2 separate regions of the Sus scrofa genome follow, and region 1 is linked to region 2. A link is a contact called in public HiChIP or PLAC-seq data. All regions are on one chromosome and are shown on one strand. The core of a region is the stretch at or near the end of the contact, and the rest is flanking DNA. Distances in the headings are between cores, read along the strand shown.

Region 1 (6,035 bases), core at 3,216-5,715, 300 kb before region 2:
CAGTGGTTAACGAATCCGACTAGGAACTATGAGGTTGCGGGTTCGATCCCACGGGATCTGAGCCACTTGCTCAGTGGGTTAAGGATCCAGCATTGCTGTGAGCTGCGGTGTAGTTTGCAGATGTGGCTCAGATACTGCATTGCTGTGGCTCTGGTATAGGCCGGAGGCTACAACTCTGATTTGACCCCTAGCCTGGGAAACTCCATGTGCCTCGGGAGTGGCCCAGGAAGCGGCAAAAAAGACAAGAAAAAAAAACAGATAAACCATATGATTGGTGAGTCTGTAGTTTCCCCTGGGATCAGTCAGAAATAGCAGAAATAGGATATATTGTTTTGATTAGAGTGCAGGGATGAGAAAGGGGAGGGGCTGTCTCTGTAATTTACAGTGTGTTAAATTTTTCAAAACAACTTCTGGTCTTCATCATTTTACTATTGCAAAAGGGAGAAAATCGATTCAGAGGCAGAATACCAGCATTATTTTCTAGTACTCCTTTACAACCCTGGGTTCATCCCAGATAAAATGAGCTACTGCATCTCATCCATCTCAAAACACTTTCTGAATATTCTAGATGCATCTTTCCATTTGTGACATCCTGTAGTTAGGAAGTTCAGTGTTGGCAATGTTGCTTTATTAAGCTGAATTAATTTCTCTTTATGGGGAGTTCTCCTGTGCACAGTCAGGTGATTAGTAACTCCCTGCCTGTACCTGTGAAAGGCCAGTGGCACCCCCTCAGTTGTGACAACCAAAAATGTCTGGAGACATTGCCAGATGTTCCTTGGACGGCACCATTGCCTCAGATGGAGAGCCACTGCTGTAAATGTTGTGTGCTTTCTTTTCATACCTAAAATAATGGCCTGACTTAAAATTGATTGATTCTTAGAGTTACTAAAATAGGGTTCTTGATTTTGGGGGTTCTTTCTTGGGGGAGGCACCCACACCCATGGCATATGGAGGTTTCCAGGCTAGAGGTCCAATCCGAGCTGTGGCAACCAGCCTACACCACAGCCACACGAGATCTGAGCCACATCTGCAACCTACACCACAGCTCACAGCAATGCCAGATCCTTACCCACTGAGCGAGGTCAGGGATCAAACCCGCGTCCTCATGGATACTAGTTGGGCCCATTAACGACTGAGCCACAGCGGGAACTCCCTCGTTCTTGCTTTAAAGTCCCCATGCATGTCCTGATTCTGTTGTGCTTTAGTGTGTTTCTTTTTCTGCTGTTACTGCTCTGTGTCAAATGTCCTCCTCATTCCCAGATCTCCCCATGCCCAGAGCCTAGGGATAGTTCAAGCCTGAGCTAAAATCCGTCCGTGCTTTTCTGGTGCTTCCAGCAAAAGTAGTATCGTGAATTGTCAGTTGTCTGAGAGCAGAGACCATCTCTCTCTTGGTCACTGCTGCCTTGGCCCCCAGTAAATACTTGCTGAATGAGCGAAGCACTTCCCATGGCACTTTATTCCTCACTGACGGTACCTTGTGAAACAATTCTTTGTGTAACATGACTTATTCTACAAAAATGCAAGAACCTTTAGAGCAGGAATCTTGGCATTTGTCTTTATAACCTCTCTTTAGTGTGGAGCATTTGGCACTAGACATCAGAAAGTTATAAGCACTAAAGAAATGTTTTCTGAACACTATGCTTCTAAAAATGTGACCACTGATTTTAGACTCAGCTATATTGGGGTGCCCTTCGGACATACCTGTTAATTTTCACATTTTCTGATCGATGCTGTGTTCATGAAAATGAAGCCTCATCATTAATGTGGGATTCCTTCCTTTTGTTGCTGTTTTTCGCTGAACATGTGCCTCAGTCAGGTCTGGTTTTGAATTCTATCCTCCTATCACATGATCTTGGGCAATTAACCAGTAAGTCTGTATATAATTGCCTCATCTGTAAAATAGAGGAAAAAATAATCCTATTGAACAGGATTATTGTAGGGAATAAGATTGTATAAAGCATTTAGTCACATAGAAAAATCTCAAAAAATGTAATTATTGCTTCTTTCATTATCCAATCTGTTAGAATACCTTGAAGTAAGGTTTGAGGTCTGTTCCAGTAATTGTTTATTTCACTCTTACTGTTTTTAGCTGCCTCTTGGCATATGGAGTTCCCGGGTCAGGGACCAGAACTGAGCCGAAGTTGCCATTTGGCTCCTGAACCCACTGTGCCAGCGGGGGATCAAACGTGCATCCCAGTGCTCCCAAGACGCCACAGATCCCATTGTGCCGTAGCGGGAACTCCTCATTCTCTTTACCCTTGAGTCTGCAGTTTGGGTAGTGCGTGACGGAGTCATCTCCATTCCATGTAGCATCAGCCGAGGCTATTGGCGTGGAGGTAACCGGGGCTGTGGGCCTGGAGCCTTGGTGGTTCTGTTCTAGAGGTTTCTTCACAATGCAGCTGTGGTCTGAGACACCGGAAGCGGAAGCTGCAAATGCAACCTGGGTCTGAAAACTGGCGGTTTTCATGGAAAACTGTTTCATGGAGCCTGCCTAAATTCAAAGGGAGAGGACTGTTAAAGAATTAGTGGTGAAGTTTAACATGTGGCAGGGCAGGGTTTGAATTTTCTACCCCCTTAATCAAATCATTTGAGGCATTGCCCCTAAAAAATTCTTCCAAGAGTGTAGAATTTAAGTTCAATTAGCTCGTGCAGTTTCAAATGATACAACTATTTTCATTAGATACTATTAATTCAGTCGTCAGTCTCTAAAGGGCAGAATATTTATATACTTGGATAAAAAGCTACCCACCCTCAACTCCTTGTTATCTGTAGAAAGCTTATTTGAATGGTTACCTATCTTCAGTAAGAATTTGCTTTTACATATGTACTGCCATTGCATATTCTTCTTAATTAAGTTCTTTGTTGATATTGCAGTTTCTGTTTATTCTTACATTTTAGATGCAAGCTGAGGGAGCAGGAAGGACCTTTTAAAAACAAAGCAGTTCCTTCCCAGATTCCAGGGAAAGTGTAAGTCAAATGGACAGTTAATTAAAGGGGAGCACAGAATGCCAATTGCAGTATAGCCAGTCTTGAGCATGAAGTCAAGAGTAAAGAGATTAGGAGTTCCCCTGTGGCTCAGAGAAAACTAATCATCTGACTAGCATCCATGAGGATGCAGGTTCAATCCCTGGCCTCACTGAGCGGGTTAAGGATCTGGCCTTGTCCCGAACTGTGGTGTAGGTCGAAGACTTGGCTCGGAGCTGGCATTGCTGTGGCTGTGGCATAGGCCGGTGGCTACAGCTCTGATTTGACCCCTAGCCTGGAACCTCCATATGCCTCACGTGCAGCCCTAAAAAGCAAAAAAAAAAAAAAAAAAAAAAAAAAATTACGTTAATTGTGGGAGACATTGTTTTATTTCATTTTCAAACCATTTCCTGTGGTTTGAAATGTATTTTATTTAGCAAATATTAAACACTTATACTACGTCAGTAAAGATATAAAAGTTCATTCTCAAAATGTGTAGCGTGCTCGGAGTTCCTGTCATGGCACAGTGGAAACGAATCCGACTAGGAACCATGAGGTTGAGGGTTCAATCCCTGGCCTCACTCAGTGGGTCAAGGATCCAGCGTTGCCATGAGCTGTGGTGTAAGTCACAGATGTGGCTGTGGCTGTGGTGTAGGCTGGCAGCTGTAGCTCCTATTTGACCCCTAGCCTGGGAACCTCCATATGCCATGGGTGTGGCCTTGAAAAGCAAAAACAAACAAACAAAAAAAATCTGTAGAATGCTTTAAATAGCAAAAAAAAAAAAAAAAAGAATTTTTTTTTTGCCTTCTACTTTTGTTTTTTATTTTTATTTTTCTATTTTTTAGGGCCACACCAGTGGCCTATAGAAGTTCCCAGGCCGGGGGTTGAATCAGAGCCACAGCTGCTGACCTATGCCACAGCCACAGCAACACCAGATTCAAGCTGCCTCTGTGACCTACACCACAGCTCAAGGGAACACTGGATCCTTAACCCACGGATCAAGGCCAGGGATCAAACCCATGTCCTCATGGATATTCGTCAGGTTTGGTACCACTGAGCCCCGATGGGACCTCCAGCCTACTACTTTTAAATTAAGAAATATTAAGAGTTGTATTCCTGGGTGTGCCTGTGGTTACCCAGCAGAGTCATGAGAAAAACCGTATTTTATCCAAGTACAGAAATCTTTTGGTCATGGGGGACTTTGAAACAGAGCTCCTAATGATGAATCTTCAACTTGGCAATTAGCTTAAGGTAACTTAATGATATTTGTGGGTGAAGATGCATCAGTCAAACCCTTAATGTCATCAGCATGAAGTTTCTCTGACTCATACCCATTTAGGATGAGCTACAGAAGCAGCAGCAAGAAATGAAATATCCAAGGAAGCCAGCTTATTTCGCACAGTGGGAACCACGCCATCCACCGGACACCCTGCACCTCGCCCGGCACCTCCTGGACAAAGGCCTCTGGCTGGAAATTTGATGCAGTGAGTAAATGTGTCAGCACTGAGCCTCTCTCCTAACGGAAAGGCAGCCCAAAGAGCATATCCTGTTAACACGAGGTCAGCATCATCTACTTGCTGAAAATATGCCATGAATTATGAGCCAAAATCTTATTGATGATGGAGTTAGACACATTAGGACATGAATATAATTTATTAGCTGGAAAAGTTGAGAAGATTCCCTGGGCTCTTTTTTTAGGTGGAATCTAAGTGATCTGGATCACTGCCCACCAGTGAAATTGCTGGGCATGGTAGACAAAGAAAATGTTCCTTCTAATGATTTTTATGAGCTGAGTAGCTATTGTTCCCAGCTGAGTGCTCTTTTCCTTTTTTTTATTGTTGCTGAGCAAAAGAATTTATAAAAAGCTTTTTCTTTTTTTTTTTTTTTTGTTATTAAAAACCCTGCTCAATTGAAATGGAAGTTCATTAAGTACTGTTCATTTCTCTTCCTGTCGTAATAACCCTATCCCCCTCTGCTCTACTCAGCAGTGCCTAGCAGCACTGGTCAACATTTTACATCTGAACAGACTGTTATATAGATATAGATATGCAATCTCCACCATCAAGAGGGAGTTTAATTTCACATGGGCAGCATAGTCTGATCACTCAAGGCTAGATGTTGGCCATAAATTTCAAATTAGGACCTCAACTGAGAGGGGGGGAAATGCCCCTGGAAAATTAAGTCAGCCGCTAGAAGCATAATCTGATATCACGTTGAGATACCCGTTCCAATATTGACACCTAAGCTGTACTGCAAAAGGCCAGGGAATTAGAATCAGCCTATGTTCATAAATCCAAGAGATTTCTATAACAGAAATAGCTAATGCTTGTGAAGCATCCTGCCTATGTTATCTCAATTTTCGAAGCACCCCTAAGAGAGATGTACTGTTATGGTCCCCAGCTTACCACTGAAGAAACAAAGGCCCAGAGGAGCTTAGGAACTTTGCCAAGAGTACATAGCTGGTAAATGGTGGGACTGGGATCCATATCCCACTTGGTTTGACTCCAAAGCACATCCTCTTTCCCTTTATTGCATTAATTCTAGATATCTGGGACTCATGGCAGAATGAAGGGGCTCTTGGCTCCTTCTCTGATGGTTGTGACCTTAGGTTATACTTTGGGCAAACAGGTTTATGGAAGGATCCAGTGTCACTTGACCTGAGCAAGGAGTCCTTAGTCTTCTTCATTCTTCCCTGGAAAGCTCGTGATGTCCATCCACCCCCTCGTAGCGAAAATTCAGCTATGGAGGTTCAAAGTGTCGGTTTCTCTGACTTAGAGTGGGACTGGAGAATTTTTTTTTTTTTTTTTTTGTCTTTTGTCTTTTTTGTTGTTGTCGTTGCAATTTCTTGGGCCGCTCCCGCGGCATATGGAGGTTCCCAGACTAGGTGTTGAATCGGAGCTGTAGCCACCAGCCTACGCCAAAGCCACAGCAACGCGGGATCCGAGCCGCGTCTGCAACCTACACCACAGCTCACGGCAACGCCGGATCGTTAACCCACTGAGCAAGGGCAGGGACCGAACCCGCAACCCCATGGTTCCTAGTCAGATTCATTAACCACTGAGCCACGACGG
Region 2 (6,303 bases), core at 1,091-3,590:
CAGCATACGGTGGTTCCCAGGCTAGGGGTTGAATCGGAGCTATAGCTACTAGCCTACACCACAGCCACAGCAACACAGGATCTGAGCCGTGTCTGTGACCTACACCGCCAGATCCTTAATGCACTGAGCGAGGAGGCCAGGGATTGAAGCCAAAACCTCATGGTTACTAGCCAGATTTGTTTCCACTGAGCCACAACGGGAACGCCTCAGCATTCTCATTCCAAGCAGTCACCCGGACCTTCGAGGCACTTCTGTAACTGCCATTCTTGGTACCATTTCTTCATTTCTCTCATGTAGAGCTTTTGACTGAATAATCTCTTGTAACCTAGCCTTCTAGGACTCCAGGATTCTGTGCTAATAACCTCTCAAAACGAAGTGTCATGTGCAGGGCATGGACATTTAGACGTGAAAGTTCCCGTGTGCGGCAGCTGTGGCACAGGTTCAATCCCTAGCCGGGGAACTTCCAGGTGCAGTGGGGCTGCAGAGACAGGTGCCTGTTTTCATTATTCATTTGAAATCTTCACCAGGTTTGACAGGACTTACTCCCATTTTACCCAAAGAAATGGAGGCTTCAAGCAGTTACGGGAAATTTCAAACATCGCAAAGCAAACGGATGGCAGAGTCAGAACTGAGGCCCAGGTCTCCAGCTCTGGATGTAAACTCCTCTCTCTTAACCACTTCAACGTTTCCACCTAGAATGACCAACTTGATCACGCACCTAATAGATGCCACTACCAAAAATGTACTCTACTCTTAAAAAACAAAACAAAAAAACAGACGTATCTTTCTGATCCAGATGCCACTTCTAAAGAAGTTCCAGAAGAGAATGGCTTTCAATGTCACTGACACGACCATAACATACTGGCTGCTAAAGGGAATCTATTAAAAATAGAAATATTGGCCTGTTTCGGCCTTTATTTAATCTCATTCAGTACACAAGATGCATCTGTTTGTTTCCTGGCCTGGCTCTTACTATTGTTTGCCAACCCAGGGTGATTTAAGGCTGAAATCACTCAGGACTGCACACCCTGAAATGAGAGCTCCCTGAATTATAATAACCAGATGTTCCCCCAAATGAGCTGAGAAGCCTGGCCCTTGCCTTCTCTGGTAGCTGTAGCAGACTTCTGTTTTCTTTCTGAAGCCCAAATAAATACATACATCTTCAGAAACAGAGACAAAAGATACTACTCTTGAGCAAAGTATCTTAACACACAAGCAAGCGTTACTCTGCTTTCTCTGAGATGCTAATACGAAGGCGGGTTTAAAGAAATCCACACGGTGAGTGCAGGAGCTTGAAAGGAACTTTGAAAGGAGTTAACACTTAAATTATGTTGGACCTGAGAATCTGAGATTTACTATTTGAGAAGACGTGGTGGGAAGGATTAAACTGTTTTTCAAAACATGAACCCATTACTTTTTAACAATATAAGAACAGGTGAAAATTGTTTTCTCAAACAGCACAGGAGCCCATTGGGGTGAAGGCATTTGAGCAAATGCACAATTTTTGAACGTCTGAGAGACACATGACCTTGAGAGATGGTGAGTTCTAACGCCACTCAGGGAAAAGAGCGAGGAGGTGGAAATTGCAGCGAGAAAGAATTCGATTAAACACACAGAAGAACCTTCTTCTAGAAATCATACTGAAACAAGAGGAAGCATTACATATTTCAAAGACGGCGGTCCCCAGCTCCTCTCTGCATCGCTGGCTGCAAGCACACAGGCAGCAAGGCCGAGGCTCAGCAAATGTTTTTCAGTTGTCTTTTCCCAACTGGAAAAGACAAAAGCAGAAACAGAGATCCTGTTGACTGATTCCCAGTCCGGTGTTTTTATCAACTCGACGAGCATTTTTCAGAGGGCAGGTTGAGGTTTTGTGCTCAAGATTTTAGAGGTATGGTAGTTGCACCCATCCATCCATTCATTCATCATCCATCTGACATTTGCTGGGCAGATTCTAGGGCCAGGATCTGGAGTTGGAATCGTAACTGTGACACACTCCCCCCTTGGGAAAATCACAGGGTTGGAGCGGGGGAAAGGACGGACACCAAACACAGCAGAAGAGCTGAGTCTCCAAGGACTGAAAGAGCCCCCCAGGAAGGGATCCACCGGGGGGAGGCCTGATAGGCCAGGAGATTTCCCCAAGAGTCATCCACAGCTACAGCACGGCGAGCCCGCGACAGGGGCGCCATGATGTACGGAGCGATCGCAGGCATCAGATCTGAAGGGATTTGCCGTTCAAACTAGTATGTTTTGACTTTACCCTCACTGTAGGGCAGCCACTGAAGGTCAGGTGTGCCCTCTGCCAGGCCCGAGGCCCTGTGCTGTGCAGCCCTCCTCCCCTCCTGCTCTCTGCTGCCCCCTAGCGGCGACCTGCCACCTTTCTGCCCTTTCCAGTCAATGCCTTAGTAGTGAGTCTCATTGAAATTAACCACTAGAACCCCCCCACCCCACCCCACCCCCGTCCCCCGAAAGAAAAGCAATAGCAGCCTGTCTCTGGTCAAGGCCGGACAGAACTAGGTTAGGTGTGAGCTGGACTGCGGCTGAGGGGACAGAGGCAAGCTGTCGGGGTCAAGACCAAGTGCAGCCCAGTGTTTTGAGAGAATAATAAGGGAAACAGAGGCAGGAATCAGGCCAACGGGTAACATTCTGGGTCTGGTGATGGGCGGAGATTGTGAGCAGCAGACAAAACACAAGGCTGGGCTGGCCCACTCTGCCAGGAGACTCCGTGTGCAGGTCACGGGGCCTCACCCACCCACGGATCTAACTTAGTCCTGGGGAACCTGGGATGGGCTTAATGTGACCGGGTCACAGGTCAAGAAACACTAGATAATGAGGCACATTACCTAAGCTGGAGAAAGAAGGCAGGCTCCAGACACTAGAAGTGAAGCCTGGGGTTTGCAGGAGGAGGCAGACGCCCCAGTTCTCAGTCCTAGGATGCAGGGCAGAGCCTGACCAAGTTGAACCCAGCCAGATGCTGAGGCTCAGAAGCAGGGCTCCAGGGCCCCCTTCCTCCTGCTTGAGGTCCATGGCATGGGGGTTGCCCAGGACAGAAGCAGGCTGCAGGGTTCCTGCCTAACTTGCAGCAGCTCCTCTCCTTCCTCCAGAAGAATTATTGACTTAAAATATGATCTGTCATCACGCGACAGAGAGACCACGTGATACCCAAGGACATTCTGTGTCCTGGAAGTTTAGGATGGAGAGATTGTTTTTCATCATAATTTCTCATTGCAATGGACAAGCTCTGCCCATCTATAAGATCAGTTCAGTTACGTTCATGGACCATAAAAGTAATGCTTTTGTCCATTTCATGTTCTCCTTTTCCCTCTTTTTTTCTTTTTCTTTTTTTGCTATAGCTGCCAGCCTACACCCCAGCCACGGAGCATCGAAGCTGTGTCTGCGACCTACACCACAGCTCACAGCAACGTCGGATCCTTAACCCACTGAGCGAGGCCAGGGATCAAACCTGCATCGTCAGGGATACTGGTCAGATTCATTATCACTGAGCCGCAACGGGAACTCCTTTCTAATATTCTTAAAAATAACTTCATGATCAACAAAAAAAAGGAGTTGCTAAGAAGCTGATCTTGAGATAAAAGGATGTGGGTGTAGCTGGGTGACCGTGAGGCCGACTGGTTCCTTAACTTCTCTGGGCTCCAGGGTCTTCATCAGGTAGAGGCCAACAAGGACACCAAACAGGAGTGTGTACAAGACGCCACATGCTGATGGGTAGGCGCCCACGTCTGCAATCAGACACGCCTGTCATCAGGTGCCTGGGTCTCCGGCACACTGGCGGTGTGGACTTGGGAAATATTAACCAACCCTGTCAAGCCTCATTTATGATATCTGTAAAATGGGATGGTCATTTTAAATTCTAGCCTCTCGGGTGGATTAAATAGGATTAAATAAGAACCCGAAGTGTTTACTATAACCCAACTCGTGAGTATGCAACAAACAGTAACAATTATATATAACATATGCCCTTTGCAATGGATTAGCAATGAGATCCTGCGGTGTAGCACGGAGAACTATGTCCCATCACTTATGACGGAGCATGAGAATGGAGAAAAAAGAATGTGTGCATGTATGTATACCTAGATCACTATGCTGTACAGTAGGAAAAAAAATTGTTTTTGGGAACTAATAAAAAAAAAAAAAAAAACCAAAAAAACCCCAAAGAGTTCATCTAGCCAAAACAAACAAAATTATATATAATGTGTATACACACACACACACACCACTCTTTGGATTGCTGATTTTAGGAATTATCTGAGGTTCCTAAACTTTCTTCACCAGAGGAAGTGCCCGAGGAATAGTCTAACACGGCTCTATTTACAGCATCACTGATTTGCTGGCATAAAATATGTGTGTGTGTATTGTGTGTGTGTGTGTATGTTAATTTTATGGCCTCACGCATGGCATATGGAGGTTCCCAGGCTAGGGGTTGAAGAGGAGCTGCAACTGCCGGCCTCCACCACAGCCACAGCCACGGCCACGGCCACACCAGATCTGAGCTGCGGCTGTGACCTACACTGCAGCTTATGACAACCTCGGATCCTTAACCCACCGAGCCAGGCCCGGGTTCGAACCCGCATCCTCAGGGACACTATGTTGGATTCTTAACCCCCTGAGCCAGCACAGGAACTCCTAACTGATACATACTTTTACGTCCATTTACGTAACCTCAGGTAAGTCTGTTACCAATGCTGTACACAGGTCAAAGATCAGGACGATGATGTACTTTGTTGGCCAAACACTGGAGGGCCTCGTAGGTGCTGGATGTTTTACTAGGTACTCTGGCTGTAGAGACAAAGATGTGAGTACTTTCTGCATGGAAGCAACAGTCTAGTGGCAGAAACTGTTGGAAAATAGCAATAGATGGAAAATGACAATACCGTGTGACAGCTCCTACAGGACTGTGAGCAGGAGGTGCTATGGAAACAGAGAGAAAGGAGGCATTGAAATGAGTCCGGGATGGGGGTGTTGTGGTTTAAACTGTGTCTCCCTGAACCGAAAATGCTGAAGTCCCAACTCCCCTGGTACCTGGGGATGTGACTTTATTTATAAACAGGGTCTTGGAGAATGCCATTAAGATCTTTTTTTGTTTTGTTTTGTTTTGTTTTTGTCTTTTTGCCTTTTCTAGGGCCGCTCCCGTGGCATATGGAGGTTCCCAGGTTAGGGGTTGAATCGGAGCTGTAGCTGCTGGTGTACGCTACAGCCACAGCCACGTGGGATCCGAGCCGCGTCTGCAACCTACACCACAGCTCACAGCAACGCCGGATCCTTAAGCCACCGAGCAAGGCCCGGGATTGAACTTGCAATCTCATGGTTCCTCGTCGGATTCGTTAACCACTGAGCCACGACGGGAGCTCCAAGTTAAGATCATTCTTGATTAGGGTGGGCCCTGTCCCATAGGACCTGCATCATTATAAGACGTGAAGAGACACAGACAGAGACGCAGAGAGGACGTGTCATGTGACAATAGGGGCCGTGACTGGCACGACACAGCTGCAAGCCAAGGAATGCAAGGATTGTCGACAAATACCAGGAGCTGGGAGAAAGGCATGACACAGATTCTTCCCAAGACCCTTCAGAGAGGGGACAGCCTGTCAGCACCTTGATTCCAGGCTTCTCACCTCCAGAACTGTGACAGGAGACGCTTCTGCTTTAAGTCCTGCCAGCTTGTGGCGCTTTGTTACGACAGCCAGAGGAAACCAATACGGAGATGGTGGAACTCGGGAGGGGGTGACAGCTGACTCGAGTCTCAAAAGGATGGCTTCTATCTATGCACTGGGCGCCTCAAAAAGGCATTTCCACAGGGAGTTTGGGTTGTGGCTCAGCTGAAACGAACCCAATGAGCACCCATGAAGATGCAGGTTCCATCCCTGGCCTCGCTGGCATTGCTGTGAGCAGTGGTGCATGTTACAGGTGTGCCTCAGATCCCATGTGGCCGTGGCTGAACCCCTAACCTGAGAACCTCCATATGGAGCGAGTATGGCCCTGAAAAGCAAAAAATAAAAAATAAAAATAAGTAAATAAATAACCAAAAAGGCATCTCTACAATCTGCTTATCGGGATCACAGACACAAAAATAGCTGCAAATATTCTCTTCGAAGCAATGGTTCACAGACAGTCCCCTGGAGGCAGACTTGCTCTTAGCGTTTCCTTCTGTGAAAAAACAAACCTCGAAGACTTTGTCCAGAACCAATCAACCACACAGATGATACGTTCACATCATAGCGCACTTTATAAGATAAGTGAATGCCTACGAGCGGAATCTTTAAGAAAGCAAAATTGAAAATGCTTCTG

The links. HiChIP or PLAC-seq counts read pairs in DNA pulled down with a chosen protein or histone mark.
Region 1: a contact with region 2 is called in an H3K27ac HiChIP or PLAC-seq map of skeletal muscle, with 6 times the contacts expected there. The contact joins two enhancer-like sites. A contact is called at or near these places in 2 of 47 Hi-C or Micro-C datasets (embryonic fibroblasts and skeletal muscle) and 1 of 2 datasets of contacts at active chromatin or transcription factors (skeletal muscle).

The regions. Positions count from the first base shown.
Region 1 is chr11:24,004,626-24,010,660 of Sscrofa11.1, reverse strand. No RefSeq gene overlaps it. Among named protein-coding and RNA genes, the nearest start is that of DNAJC15, 80 kb to the left of the region's middle. Within about 2 kb of position 4,465, at least 4 of the 83 cell types and tissues checked have an H3K27ac peak or open chromatin away from gene starts, as enhancers often do. A contact at or near this core is called in skeletal muscle, where this site is marked.
Region 2 is chr11:23,701,333-23,707,635 of Sscrofa11.1, reverse strand. All of the region lies in intron 5 of ENOX1 (ecto-NOX disulfide-thiol exchanger 1), which reads right to left. Among named protein-coding and RNA genes, the nearest start is that of DNAJC15, 380 kb to the left of the region's middle. Within about 2 kb of position 2,340, at least 3 of the 83 cell types and tissues checked have an H3K27ac peak or open chromatin away from gene starts, as enhancers often do. A contact at or near this core is called in skeletal muscle, where this site is marked.